2 separate regions of the Sus scrofa genome follow, and region 1 is linked to region 2. The links are chromatin contacts, called in public Hi-C maps. All regions are on one chromosome and are shown on one strand. Each heading gives the region's core, a stretch centred on a gene start, on an enhancer-like site or on the middle of the called end of the contact. The rest is flanking DNA. Distances are from core to core; before and after follow the strand shown.

Evidence for each region. Hi-C and Micro-C count contacts between places; a contact is called where the count stands out from the background.
Region 1: a Hi-C map of fetal skeletal muscle shows a contact between it and region 2, with 1.8 times the contacts expected there. The contact joins two enhancer-like sites. A contact is called at or near these places in 1 of 47 Hi-C or Micro-C datasets (fetal skeletal muscle) and 1 of 2 datasets of contacts at active chromatin or transcription factors (alveolar macrophages).

Annotation. Positions count from the first base shown.
Region 1 is chr8:71,106,815-71,113,903 of Sscrofa11.1, reverse strand. No RefSeq gene overlaps it. Among named protein-coding and RNA genes, the nearest start is that of RCHY1, 71 kb to the left of the region's middle. Within about 2 kb of position 2,628, at least 6 of the 83 cell types and tissues checked have an H3K27ac peak or open chromatin away from gene starts, as enhancers often do. A contact at or near this core is called in fetal skeletal muscle, where this site is marked.
Region 2 is chr8:70,963,007-70,969,375 of Sscrofa11.1, reverse strand. No RefSeq gene overlaps it. Among named protein-coding and RNA genes, the nearest start is that of PARM1, 180 kb to the right of the region's middle. Within about 2 kb of position 2,420, at least 4 of the 83 cell types and tissues checked have an H3K27ac peak or open chromatin away from gene starts, as enhancers often do. A contact at or near this core is called in fetal skeletal muscle, where this site is marked.

The DNA of each region.
Region 1 (7,089 bases), core at 1,379-3,878, 140 kb before region 2:
CAGCTCAGGAAGTTCTGAAAAGCTTCAGCATTTTTGCTGAGTCTTGGTGTTGGGAATTCTAGAGATGACATGGGGAAGAGCACTGCCAGCATTAATAGAATTTGGCAGAGAGAACTGTGAGTGGGTTCAGCTAGAGTCCAGGGTGCCTGCATGAGAGAGGCTGGAGGTGAGGCTGGGAAGTTGCTTGTACCAGAGCAAAAAGGGCTGTAAACCTTCGTCCATGATTATTGAGACAACGAGGATTCACTGAGCTGTTGAGCAAGATGCATTTGGCAACTGGAGGCAGGAGGCGTGGAGAGAGGCCGCATGCAGGGAGGCAGTGGTGACTTCTTCAGGGACAATAGGGACATGGCTGTGAAATCAGACTTTGGTTTAAAGGCACCCAAGCCCTGTACCAATGACTAGAATACACTTGCTGGACGAAGTCGCCACCCTTGTTATAAGGAAGGGGGCAGGTACAGAAGGAGAGGTGACAGCAGATGGAAGGTAAGCAGCATCCTTTGTTCCCACGCTCAGAACTATCCCAGGAGTTCTCGTCGTGGCTCAGTGGTTAATGAATCTGACTAGGAACCATGAGGTTGAGAGTTTGATCCCTGGCCTTGCTCAGTGGGTTAAGGATCTGGCATTGAGTGAGCTGTGGTGTAGGTTGTAGGCGTGGCTTGGATCTCGAGTTGCTGTGGCTCTGGTGTAGGCCAGCGGCTACAGCTGATTAGACCCCTAGCCTGGGAACCTCCATATGCCGCAGGAGCGGCCCCAGAAAAGGCAAAAAGACACACACAAAAAAAACTGATTCCACATGTTAAGTCCCATGGGAGCTTTATAATTAGTGCCCAGGGCTTTGAAAGTGCCAGTTGGCAGAGCACAGCAGGGGATGGGATAAAGGATTGCACTGCAACTGGCTGGGTGAAAACAGAGGACCCACCCTGGGGAGGACCCAGGTATGGGGTGGTGGTGGGGAGAGGCAAGGGGGTCTCCTGCTTCCTGGGCTGTCTACACATCGCATCAAAATGTGTGAGTGCGATTCGGCAACTAGGTCTCTGGAGGGGCTGTGGGGCAGGGCCCCAGCTTCTCCATCTGTAAAACGGCAGGTGTTTTGAGGATTAAATTAAATAATTCACATGCAGCACTTGGCGGAGGGTCTGGAACCCAGCAGACAGTTACCTGTCCCTTGGGCTGCTCCCAGGACAGTGAGCCTATGGTGCTTGGGAGGGCTCTTCATATCAGAGCCCCGTGCTTCTGTCGCTGGAAGGCGTCAGGGCACCTGACTGTTTTGTGTTTGAGGCTGTAGTGTTGCGGCAGCCATGTGAATTAATTTTTTAATTTGCTTGAGTTTTTTGGGGGGGCACACCCTGTGCTATATACAGTAGGACCTTGTTGTTTATATATAACCTAATATATACTATATAGGATTATAGTATATATGTTTGCATATATGTATGCAATATATGTATTAGTTGTTATATATATATATATATATATATATATATTTGTCTTTTTGCCATTTTTCTTGGGCATATGGAGGTTCCCAGGCTAGGGGTTGAATCGGAGCTGTAGCTGCCAGGCTGCCCCAGAGCCACAGCAATGCTGGATCCAAGCTGCTTCTGCAACCTACACCACAGCTCACGGCAACGCTGGATCCTTAACCCACTGAGCAAGGCCAGGGATTGAACCTGCAACCTCACGGTTCCTAGTCGGATTCGTTAGCCACTGAGCCACGACGGGAACTCCAATATATATATATGACCTGCTGTATATATTAGCAGTTTGCATCTGCTAATCCCAAACTGAAGTGGTTGTATCTTGCTACTTCTCCTGCTACCTTGGTTAAGGGCATAGGTACGGAACCCTAGCGCATTACACAGATAAAAGCAGGACTTCTCTGGTGCTGGGGGGGGGGGGGGGGGGATGGAAGATATACCATCCCCCACCCAACCACTCCGCAGAATTCTGGGACTCTGAAAAAACGTAGATTGGCCAGCTAAGGGATGAAGTCACAGTCCTTTGGCCCAACATCACAGAACCATCAAACATGGCTTCTGGGGAAAAAAAATCCTAGAGTTTTTGGTTGAGGTGGCTGGAAAATGAGGTGCAGTTACACCACCATCCCTTGAAGAATTACAGAAGAGGGAGGTCATAGGCTAAAAGGCAAGGAGTCTCTTCTGCATAATTTATGCTTTGATAAAGCTAAGTGGTCTGCACGGAGAAAATTTTGTTGTTTTGGCTGCCTCAAAAGGAACTCCCGCCACTAAAGGGATCTACTACACTCTGTGGGCTCAGAGAAGCAGCTGTCTGGAGAGGTGGTGGATTTGGAAAAGAATCAAGAGGAGATCAGCTGGGAAAGGAAACGGAGGGGAGAGAGGCCCCTCTTCCCTGGGTGAGGAGGTCTTCCTGGCTGGCTTCAGTGAATGGAGCCAGAACTGCCTGCTGGAGCTTGTTTTTGTGGACTTGTAGGCAGTGAAGACATGTCCTATTTCCTTGCAAGTGTGTAACTCTGGATCACCAACCCTGAACTGAGAAAAGGGGAGCAATGTGCAGCCGCGGGGACATGGAGTCCTTTGCTCACATCGTCCACGATGAGGTGTGTGGCTTGGGAAATGCAGAGCCCTGGCAAGGCAGCCCAGAGAGGGAAGAGTCTCCTGTTCTCCCTGCCGGCGGCCAACTCTGGGAAAGCAGGGCTGCTGCTTTCCCACCAAGCTTCCTTCAGGGCGACGTGTGTTTCGCGTTTGCAGGGGGAAGAAAGAGAACATCCGACTCTCTCTCTCCGACTTCTGCGGAGATGTGTTAACTTGAGAAGCGGAGGCGGTGGCATCTTTGATGAGAATTACACTGGCAGCTTGGGGCAACGCGTAATGAAGGGGATTTACAGATTTGCCCTTGAAAGCTGCAGATAGCTGCGTACTGTTCCCAGCTGAGCGAAAGCTAGGGCTGCCTGTTACAAAGGTCAATGCCAAATGTAAATGCATCTCTCTCTTTTTTTTTAGATCATTTCCATAGCATTTTGTTCACAAACGTTGCATAACTTTCCGTTTCTCAGGAAAAATAGTCATTAACATTTTTATTTCCCTCTCCTGGGTTATAATTATGTTGTTATAAATATGGACACTTTAAAGAGAGGCTGCTGAGGAAAACTGGGCATTTTTTGGTGATAAAGAGGAGAAAACAGGGGTGACTGATCTCTCTCAGCAATGATTTCAAACAACTGGCTTTGCGCTTGAGGTGGGGTGAGTGAAAGATTCCACATCCACTAAGGAGATGTTTTGGGCTCTTAAACAATGAAGAGAAACGATAGCATTAAAAATTGAAGAAAAGTGTCATAATTCAAATGGTTTATAATAATAAACTTGAGGAAGTTTGCACAACTTATAAACTCAGAACTCTTCCTTCAAATAAAATTGTATGGGAATGGCAAACATGCAAGGCCAGTCAGAGAGCTGCTCTGGGTGAAGGTGAACTGGCTGTTCCGCATCTTGTTTGTTTGTTTGTTTTAAATTCTTTTTAGGGCTGCACCCTTGGCATGTGGAGGCTGCCAGGCTAGGGATCTAATCAGAGCTGTAAGCTGCTGGCCTACACCACAGCACAGCAACACCAGATCCCAGCCCCGTCTGCGACCTACACCACAGCTCATGGCAACGCCGGAAACTTAACCCACTGGGTGAGGCCAGGGATCGAACCCACATCCTCATGGATACTAGTCAGGCTCCCAACGCGCTGAACCACAGTGGGAACTCCATTAGAACTCATCGTGTTTGTCACCCTCCTTTGACTCTGGGGTGACCACGGAGGTTTCTCTGTGGGACCCCTGGAGTTCTGAAAATCCCAGTGAGAACACAGTGGGTCAAAGAGCAGATTTTCTTTGCATTCCAAGTTTATGGCATTTGGCTGATAGCCTCCAAGTCTATGGGGTGACAAGAGCCACTTAGTGTTTGGGCACAGCCAGCCTGAAGGATAGTCCAAGACCCACAGGAATTGTCCAAAATAGGAAGTCCAGAGGGGATTGGCAATGAATCAAGGACAGAGTCTGAAACAAAGAGTCTGCACCTGAAGTCAGCTAAGACTGGACTGGGTCTGAGTGGGGACAGGATGGGGGTGTGGATTTGGGATAGAGGGAGAAAGCTTTTGTGAGGTGCTGTATTTTGCAGGCAGGGAGCTGCAAGGGTCCCAGGAGGCTTGGAGAGGGATCTGGCTGGGAGCAGTGGTGGGGGGTGAGCCTTCTTATCCTGCAGTCACTTGGCATCTTGAACACACTGTGAGCCTGGGATGGGTCTGAATCACAGGTCCGTCCTGCCCTCTTCCTCCATCTCACTGACTGAGGATGGGGATCTGAGCATAGATGGGCTTCAGAACTGACCTTGGACCAGGATTCCAAATAATCCCCCAAATTTATTTTTATTTTATTTTATTTTATTTTATTTTATTTTATTTTATTTTTTTAAAGTTAGAGATTTTATTTTATTTCATTTTATTTTTTGGTCTTTTTCGTTTTCTAGGGCCACTCCGTGGCATATGGGAGGTTCCCAGGCTAGGGATCGAATTGGAGCTGTAGCCACCCGCCTAAGCCAGAGCCACAGCAACGCGGGATCCGAGCTGCGTCTTCGACCTACACCACAGCTCACGGCAACGTCGGATCCTTAATCCACTGAGCAAGGCCAGGGATCGAATCCTCAACCTCATGGTTCCTAGTCGGATTCATTAACCACTGAGCCGCGACGGGAAATCCCCCCCCCCAAATTTAATGTAATTTAACAATCCTGAATAGATCAAACAAACATGAGCGCTGTCCATTTCCATACCATGGATGTCTGTGCCACTGGGCTTTCAGTGTTGTCCTTATGGTTCTGGGGCTGTAGGGCAGCACCCTCCTCATAACCTAAAGTCGTGTGCACCCAAAAACTCTCCTGAGGCTGAGGGGGAGGGGCACCTGCTGTGAAGCTTGAAAATGGGCACCACCTACTCCCCTGTGTGCCTGGGAGGGTCACCACCCAGCCAGAGAGAGGAGAGATAGTTGAACACGGAGAAACAAAGGCTTATAAATCCTTGTTTTCTTTCTGCCTTGAGTTGATGAATGTTTTCCTCTGGAAATGTCTTTTAAAAGTAGGAATCGAGGAGTTCCCGTCATGGCGCAGTGGTTAACGAATCCGACTAGAACCATGAGGTTGCGGGTTCGATCCCTGGCCTTGCTCAGTGAGTTAAGGATCCAGCGTTGCCGTGAGCTGTGGTGTAGGTTGCAGACTTGGCTCGGATCCCGCGTTGCTGTGGCTCTGGCTTAGGCCGGTGGCTACAGCTCCGATTCCACCCCTAGCCTGGGAACCTCCCATATGCTGCGGGAGCGGCCCTAGAATAGAAAAGGCAAAAAGGCAAAAAGACAAAAAAAAAAAAAAAAAAAAAAAAAAAAGTGGGAATCAAGAGGCTCAACAGGACCTACTCTAGGGTAGGTGAAATCAGGCATCTCTGAAATACAGCCTCATGCCTCTGTGATGAGCTCCAGCTTCTCTTCATGAGTTCTTTATCCTTCCTGCTGCCCATGGCTTACAGAAAACTGTTCAGAGAACTCCAAGAACAGGGAAGTCATTTTAACCTAAGACTAGGAAACACTAAATAGAAGTTTAAATTGAAAGGGAAATTATAGATCTGTTGGCAGTTTAGAGAACAGGGGGAGGGGGAGACCTCAAAGCCCAGAGCCTGATATTTCCTGTTTTTCAGGTCTGGGGCCATCTGTAGTGGTGATTTGAAGCTTCTGGGGCTCTTTCTCCAGAACCCCCTGGAGAGGGGATACCAGGGGAGGGGAGAGAATGCCTGAGTGAGGAAGAGATTCCTTGGCTGTGGAGCTGACTAGGAGGTTTGGCTGGCCTTTGACAAGTTGAAGTCATCTATCTAAGATCCAAAGCTTGAGGAGTGGCCCCCAAACTCAGGGGCCCCCTGGAGCAGATGGATACAGATCTGTCCGGAGAGAGCCAAGCATAATTTAAAATCGGTTAAGTTCCGGGAAACTCAGAAGGGACCGGAGTGTCCAGATAACCCTGATGAAATCTGGATTCCTTTTCTCAGACCACGAAGTTACAAAGAGATTTGGGCCAGAATGTCTTACAGTTGGATGGCACGTTGGTGGCAGAGTCAGGTTTAGAGCTCCTGGCACTTTGCTGGCTCCAGGTTCAGCAATTTTTCATCTCTATAGTTCTACCTCCATCTGCACCTGACTAGTATGTGCCCCAGGTTGTCTTTGTAGGAACCAGTTTCCCATCCCTCCTTCCTCCCTTCCCTCCTTCCTTCTACCTGCAAACTTTTGGTTCTCATCATGTGTCAGGATCTATGTCATTTTTGGAAAGACAAAAATGAGTAATACTGAGTTTTGCGATCTTAAAAATCTTGAAAAAACAAAACAAAACAAAACCAAACAAACAAGGGGAGTTCCCTTTGTGGCTCAGCAGATTAAGTACTTGACTAGTAACCATGAAGAAGTGGGTTTGGTCTCTGGCCCTGCTTGGTGGGTTAAGGATCCTGTATTTCTACAAGCTGTGGTGTAGATCATAGATGCAGCTCGGATCCAGTGTTGCTGTGTCTGTGGCATAGGCCAGCAACTGCAGCTCTGATTTGACCCCTAGCCTGGGAACATCCACATGCTGCAGGTGTAGCCCTAAAAAAAAAAAAAAAAAATCATGCGGGAGTTCCCTGGTGGCTCAGTGGGTTAGGGATCGGCGTTCATCACTGCTATAGCTCTGGTTACTGTTGTGACCTGGGTTCAGTCTCTTGCCTGGGGAGCTTCACCTGCTGTGTGGGCATGGCCAAGGAAAAAATCATCCATCAATCAAGTGGTGAAAGCTTCACCTAAGGACTTATGTGATCAAGGGTCTTTCTAGCCATGTATTCTATTATAATTTGCCACGGGTCATACCTGGGAGTCTCGGTCTAAAGCCAAGCACCTATATTTTTGCCTATGGGATGGTGCTCCTGATGGGTTGGCCAAGTCTAATTTCAGCTGATGGAAATGCTTCATCAGGAACACTTCCTTTCCAGCCATGGGGTAGTGCGAACTCCCTCATCCAACTAGCATTCTGGCCCCAGCACGTAAATGACTGGTAGTGGCAAGGGACA
Region 2 (6,369 bases), core at 1,171-3,670:
GAGAAAGACTGCTCCATCCATAGGGTGCATATGGACAAAGCTGGGGTCTGACACTCTGGTGTCAGATTGGGGTGTGGTTCTGAAGAAGGAGGGGGAAGAAGAAGCAGTGGATGATCAACTTTATCTGATCAGAATAAGAATGTCTCAGCATAAAAGGGTCATCCCTCCGAGATTGAGGAAGGAGGGCTGTTTGGAATAGTAAAAACAGCAAACATTTAACGTGTTTTAGGCATTGTTTAGAGCTTCGCTTGAGTTCACTTAACGTTTATGGTGACTATGAATTAGGTACCATTATTATTTGCATTCTGTAGACGAGATAAATGGGGCACCAAGTTAGGAATCAATTTGCTCAAGGTCATGCTCAGGGTTGAGACTGGAATTTGAACCTAAGCATTTTGGCTCCAGTATTTGCGCCTGCAACTGCTATACTCAGAGATCTTTTTTAAAGGAGGGAAATGGGTTTACCTTAATCCCAGATGAGCCTGTGCATGGTTGGATGTCAGTAAACATGGTGGTTGCCCTACAAGTTTAGGATACAGTAAAAACTGCATTGGGAGTTAACTAGGGGGAGTGCACCAGGGAAGGGTTTAGGAAGAAACAATGAAACATTCAAGGCTCTAAACTGCAGGCCCCACAGCAAGGAGCCTCCAACCAGAAATCAGAGACTTCGGCAGCAGACCCAGATGTTTCAGTCATTTTCTATGTGCGTTCACTCCAACAGTGTACTTAAGCAAGCGCTAGAAAATGTTAGTTTTGTAACTTCTCTGTGCCTCAGTTTTTGCATCCATAAAATGGAAATACCCACGGGCATATTTTAATGGAAATAATTGCTGGAAAGTCTTTGGAGATATATATATGTATATTTTAGGGCTGCACCTGTGGCACATGGAAGTTCCCAGGCTAGGGGTGCAATCGGAGCTGCTGCAGCGGCTGGCCTACACCACAGCTGGGCCTGGAATCAAATCTGCATCCTAATGGATACTAGTTGGGTTCCTTACCACTGAGCCACAAGAGGAGCTTTTAAGAATAGCATCTAAAGCAGTTACTCAAAGTAGTCACATTAGCTCAAGGGTAGGGAAAGGTTTGCTCAAAGCAGCAAACCTGTGTTTGATAAATTCTAACTTATCAAAAACACATGACAGTGAAGAAATGAATGGAGAACTATAGAAAGATGTACTTCTAATGGCAGGGATGACTAGTCATGTAGTGATGGTTGACGAGGCTCAGATGTAAGCACTGGCTACCAATTTTCCAAGCACGTAATCAAGGTGGTTGATAATTTCCTGGCCTTCATACTGAAGACCCTGCACCCCCTACCCAGTAGGACTCTGAGCACGATAGTGCCAAACTCTCTGGATTTCTTGATTCTGTTGGCACAGAAACCTCTGGGAGGTGGTTGGTTTGGGGTTGAGGCAGTCGTCCATGATTTAGAGCAGATTTCCTCTGTGCATTAATTTTTAACTGTGTGTAGGAGGTAGCATGACCAAGTGGTGAGCTGGGACGATTGGGAACATTCAACTTGACCTTGATTTCTGGTCCCTCCCACCAGCCAGGTGACCTTGAATAAAGGACCCCTCTTCTTTAAGCTTTGATTTCCCTGACTGTAAAAAGAAAATAAGAGGCCCTCCCTCTTAAGATTGTCGGAAGGTTTACAGGAGCATGTGAAGTGCATAGCACTCTGATGGAGTCAGAGTAAGTGCTAAAATCATGTTTCCTATTATTTTTAATATCATCACTCTTAGGGACCAAGGGCCAATTCCATTGGTTCTAGATTTTCACCAACTCTGTTATCATTTTGAAATTTGACTAATCTACATGTGAAGAGTATGGCCGAGGATTTTTGAGTTACTCCCCTCTCCCCCATTCAGCAAGGGGCTACAAGGAGCTTGTAGTAATACCAACTCCCCATGTGTCTTCCATGAGCTTTGGGCAATCGTGTACAAAGTTACTCAAACGGTGGCAAAGTGTCTGTACCTACTGCAAGACCTAGGGATAGGAATATGAGTTAGCCAAAGCCATCTATAACCATTTTGAAGTTACTGGCACATGTTGGAGCAATAGCGTGTCTTGATCCTTCTAAGAAAAATTTGCAAGTGTTCTGCTATAATCATATGTAAATCTGAGACTTGGCACTGGCATGTTTCCGTTTAGCAAATGTGTCTAAATAAATTGATCTGCCTTGTCTGGATGCCATGGGTATCTCCAATCATTAGTATTTTTCTGCTGTTGGGTTGATTTTTTTTTTTTTTCCTAGCCTGGTGTAATTCCAGGCAGCTCGCCATTGTCCCAAATGCATTTCTGATTGATTTTCTGCCTAACAACTGACAACTCAACTTTTCAGCAGGAGGCCTGAGCTCAGGCCTCCTTTCTAAAGCTTCCGAGTGTAATATGATCCTGATGGATGGTTCTGAAGAACAACTGGCTTTTGTGATGGAAAAGAAAGTGTAGGCCTTGGTTCCCAAACCCACACTGACTTCTTCCATATGGCCTATGTTACTGTAAATTAGAGAAGGGTGGGAGTGGGGAAGAGGATGGTTGCTTTTCTGGGAAAGGTCAGGATTTAATTCTATTATTATCTTCTTGCTTATAATGTAAAGATTTCTGCTCCCACTTGAATTCACTGATTTATGAAAGTGCTTGGGGCAGGTGGGTGCACCATCTACTTGAGTCCTTGTGTAACTTTACCAAAGTCATTTAAAATCCCATTTTAAAACGTGATTCTAACCAAGTATCAACAGTCACAAATAGCTGAGTGCTTAGGTTCAGTGCTTAATGATACACCTTTTATTTTGGTTTAAATAGATTTTATTCGAGATATTTGCTTCTAATTCAACAATCTGCAAATTGGCTCCAGGGGGTTTCTCCGGCAACCAGTTGCATTCGATATTTGAATCTGAGTCATTCCTGAAGGATGGAAACTTCTGGGACAAACCTCCAAGTCAATCAAAAGGATTACCGGGTATTAATCCTCAATACCAAATCCCCAGCTGTTGGTAAAAATGTATGAGCTATGCTTCTAAAGGACCATGGTTGAGTGACCTGAGTTTAAAGATCCTTTTAAGAGGCAGATGGAATTTCAAATGGTTTAGCTATTTATTAAAGTTCCAGGAGTCTAGGTTCTCCTAAGGGGGCCAACCTAGGAAAATCCAACGGCAAACTCACATTCATTGTTACCCACGGACATAGACAGCAAAGCCTAGTGTTCCATTTCTGCCTCTTGTTTATGCTGCTTCTCAGTCTGGACCACTTTCCCCCATCCTCTTCCCATATCTAAATTCTTCCAAATCTACCTTATAATCGACTGGGAAGTCCTCCTGGATAGTTTGACCCCACGACCTCTTCAATTTTTCACCTCCTAATGCATTTGTGATCTGCACCGTCCAACTCAGCTTATAATTATATTTCATGTATTTCTCTTATTAATATTTGCACATTGGCTCTTCATCTCTCAGCTACAGCTCTTTGAGGGGAGGGATGTTACTTCACACCATCCTTGTAATCTCCTGCTCTCTTTGATGGGGTCCACATCAGCGCCACACATCCTCAAATTAGCTAAACATTTACATACAGTCTAAAACATAACTATTGAAAGCCTTTGCAAAATGTCAATCACTTGAGAGTTGGACATTTTAAGCCATGATCCGTTGATACCTTAATGAGAAATTAACACTTTTGCCAGGTAACTTGCATATGGATGGAGGAGAAAAGATGGCCCAAAAAGGACTGTGGAGAAGGACAGAGAATGGATGCCACTTACTTCATACCATTGCCTCCATTATCTCAAATCTTTTAGCGAAGCCATAGTAGATCAGCCAGAGAAAGCACCTCAGTAGATATTTCAACAGAGCATTTAACATCGGAAACTGGTTAAATTGTTGGAAACTGAAAAAGCCAAAAGGAAACACTAGGATATCACAGAGATGGAAATTGCAGGAAGTACTTCCAGGGCCAGGCTGGGGTGAAACGAGGGAAGAGATTATGGTGATAAGAACCTAGAAGCTGGGAGGCGAGGTCCCATGGAACTGCTGAGGGGGGTAAGGTGAGATGCCAAAGAAAGACTCTGGAGCCTGGGACCAACAGCCTTGCCAGGGCCAAAAGCCCTTCCTGAGGATACTGACCAAAATAGCAAGCAAAGATCTGCTCTTGCTGCATAGCCTTCCGGCCTCTTTCTAGTGCCCCCTGTTGGTAAGAACCTATAGGAACTGCTGGCAAAGGAAGGAAAGTTTTTTTAGCCACAGGACAGGAGTAGAGGAGAGCCAAATGAACTTGGATTTGAGAGTCCACAGCTTCCTAACTGGCACACATGGTGACAATACATATTCCCTCTCTACCTCATGGGAGGTTGAGGAGGATGATAAAGAGATCAGAAACGCACCTGAAGCACAGGTAGGAGACAGATGGGGTCTTTAGCATTTGTCAGAACTGAAAGGCCAGGAATGGAGGCAGCCCTTGGCTGACCTGGTCACTCCCGTCTTCAGAGGGAGCCCTGAGCTGGTTTCCTTCTGCCTTCTTTCTTTCTTTCTCTTTTTCTTTTTATGGTGGCACCTGTGGCATACGGAAGTTTCCAGGCTAGGCAGGGGTGGAATCAGAGCTGCAGCTGTTGGCCTACGCCACAGCCACAGCAACAGGGGATCTAAGCAGTATCTGCAGCCTACTTGACAGTTTGTGGCAACACTGGATCCTTAACCCACTGAGTGAGGCCAGGGATCATACCCACATCCTCATGGATCCTAGTCGGGTTTGTGACCCACTGAGCGGCAAGGGGAACTCCCCCTTCTGCTTTCTTTATATTCCTCTAATGAAAATGTCTTTCTATGACTAATCTTTGGGGCTTCCACTGGTTTTAAAGAGTTCCTGCTCTGCCCTCCACTATTTCCCTAACCTCCGTGTTTGTGGGCCTTCCCCAGCTTCCCTGGAGGGAATGTGACAGGAATGCACAGGTGATGCTTTTGGCATGTGACACGAATCTGGAGGTGCTCTGGCTGATTAAATTAAGTGTTAGTGCTCCCTGAAATTCAACTCTAAAGGGTCCTATCATTAGCTACTCATGATAGACTCCTATAGGCACACATACGCAGAGAAGGCTGAAGATTCCTTTCCTATGATTTACCTACTTCATACAGAACCTGGCACCTTCATTAGAGGAAGGAACTCATTTTACATTAAAATAGGTCCACCATTGGAAGTTCCCGACATGGTGCAGCGGAAATGATTCCGACTAGGAACCATGAGGTTGTGGGTTTGATCCCTGGCCTCGCTCAGTGGGATAAGGATCTGGCGTTGCTGTGAGCTGTGGTGTAGGCCAGCAGCTACAGCTCTGATTCAACCCCTAGCCTGGGCACCTCGCTATGCCACGAATGTGGCCCTAAAAGACAAAAGACAAAAAAAAAAAAAAAAAAAAAAAAAGTCCATCATAAAGAAAACATCTGTTGAGATTATACACGTTAATAACAAACAGGCTGCAAACATTTCCGGGTGAGGATTCTGCAGATAATGAGGACCCGGGAGCTGCTGGCCGGGTCCAGGGCCTGGCACACAGTGGGCTCTGAAATTAATCCACCTTCACGGATGAGCTGCATCTGTACTGATCACACTGCTGCCCCTGAGGGCCCTTTTCCAATCAACAAGCTGTAAATTGATTCACTTTCTGAAGGCATCTGGATGGACATTCCTTAATAATGGAATTCTACTCCTCCACCACGAAAAGCCACTCTGCATTTCTCTGTTTTCTCAGGTTGAAATTTTAGTATCATGACCTTACCTCTGAGTGAAAGATTGCTGTGTATAAAGCACTATTTTTTTTTTCTTTGTCTTTTTGTCTTTTCTAGGGCCGTACCCATGGCATATGGAGGTTCCCAGGCTAGGGGTCCAATCGGAGCTGTAGCCCCCGGCCTACGCCAGAGCCACAGCAATGTGGGATCTGAGCCGTGTCTGCAACTTACACCACAGCTCATGGCAATGCCGGATCCTTAACCCACTGAGCAAGGCTAGGGATCGAACCCGAAACCTCATGGTTCCTAGTCGGATTCGTTAACCACTGCGCCACAACGGGAACTCCTTAATTTTGTTTCTCATCCGTGACAGGAACCATGGCTACCACCCGTATCTATCTCTGGCTGGAGCCCCATCTCGCCTCAGTGGTGTGCTTCTTCTAATTGGAATCCACTGAAGTCATCCTTCTGCTGTACCTACTAATTTCTGTTTCATTTACAACATTGGCCTTTTAGAATTGCGGAGATTATTAACTTGGGTTTTCAAATCAGATTTCCTGGAACTCTGCTCAAGGCAACCTTATTTTCCCAGTAGAACAATCATGTATTTTCAGCGAGTGGTCATAAATATGGAAGAGTTAGTTCCTAGCTAATTTAA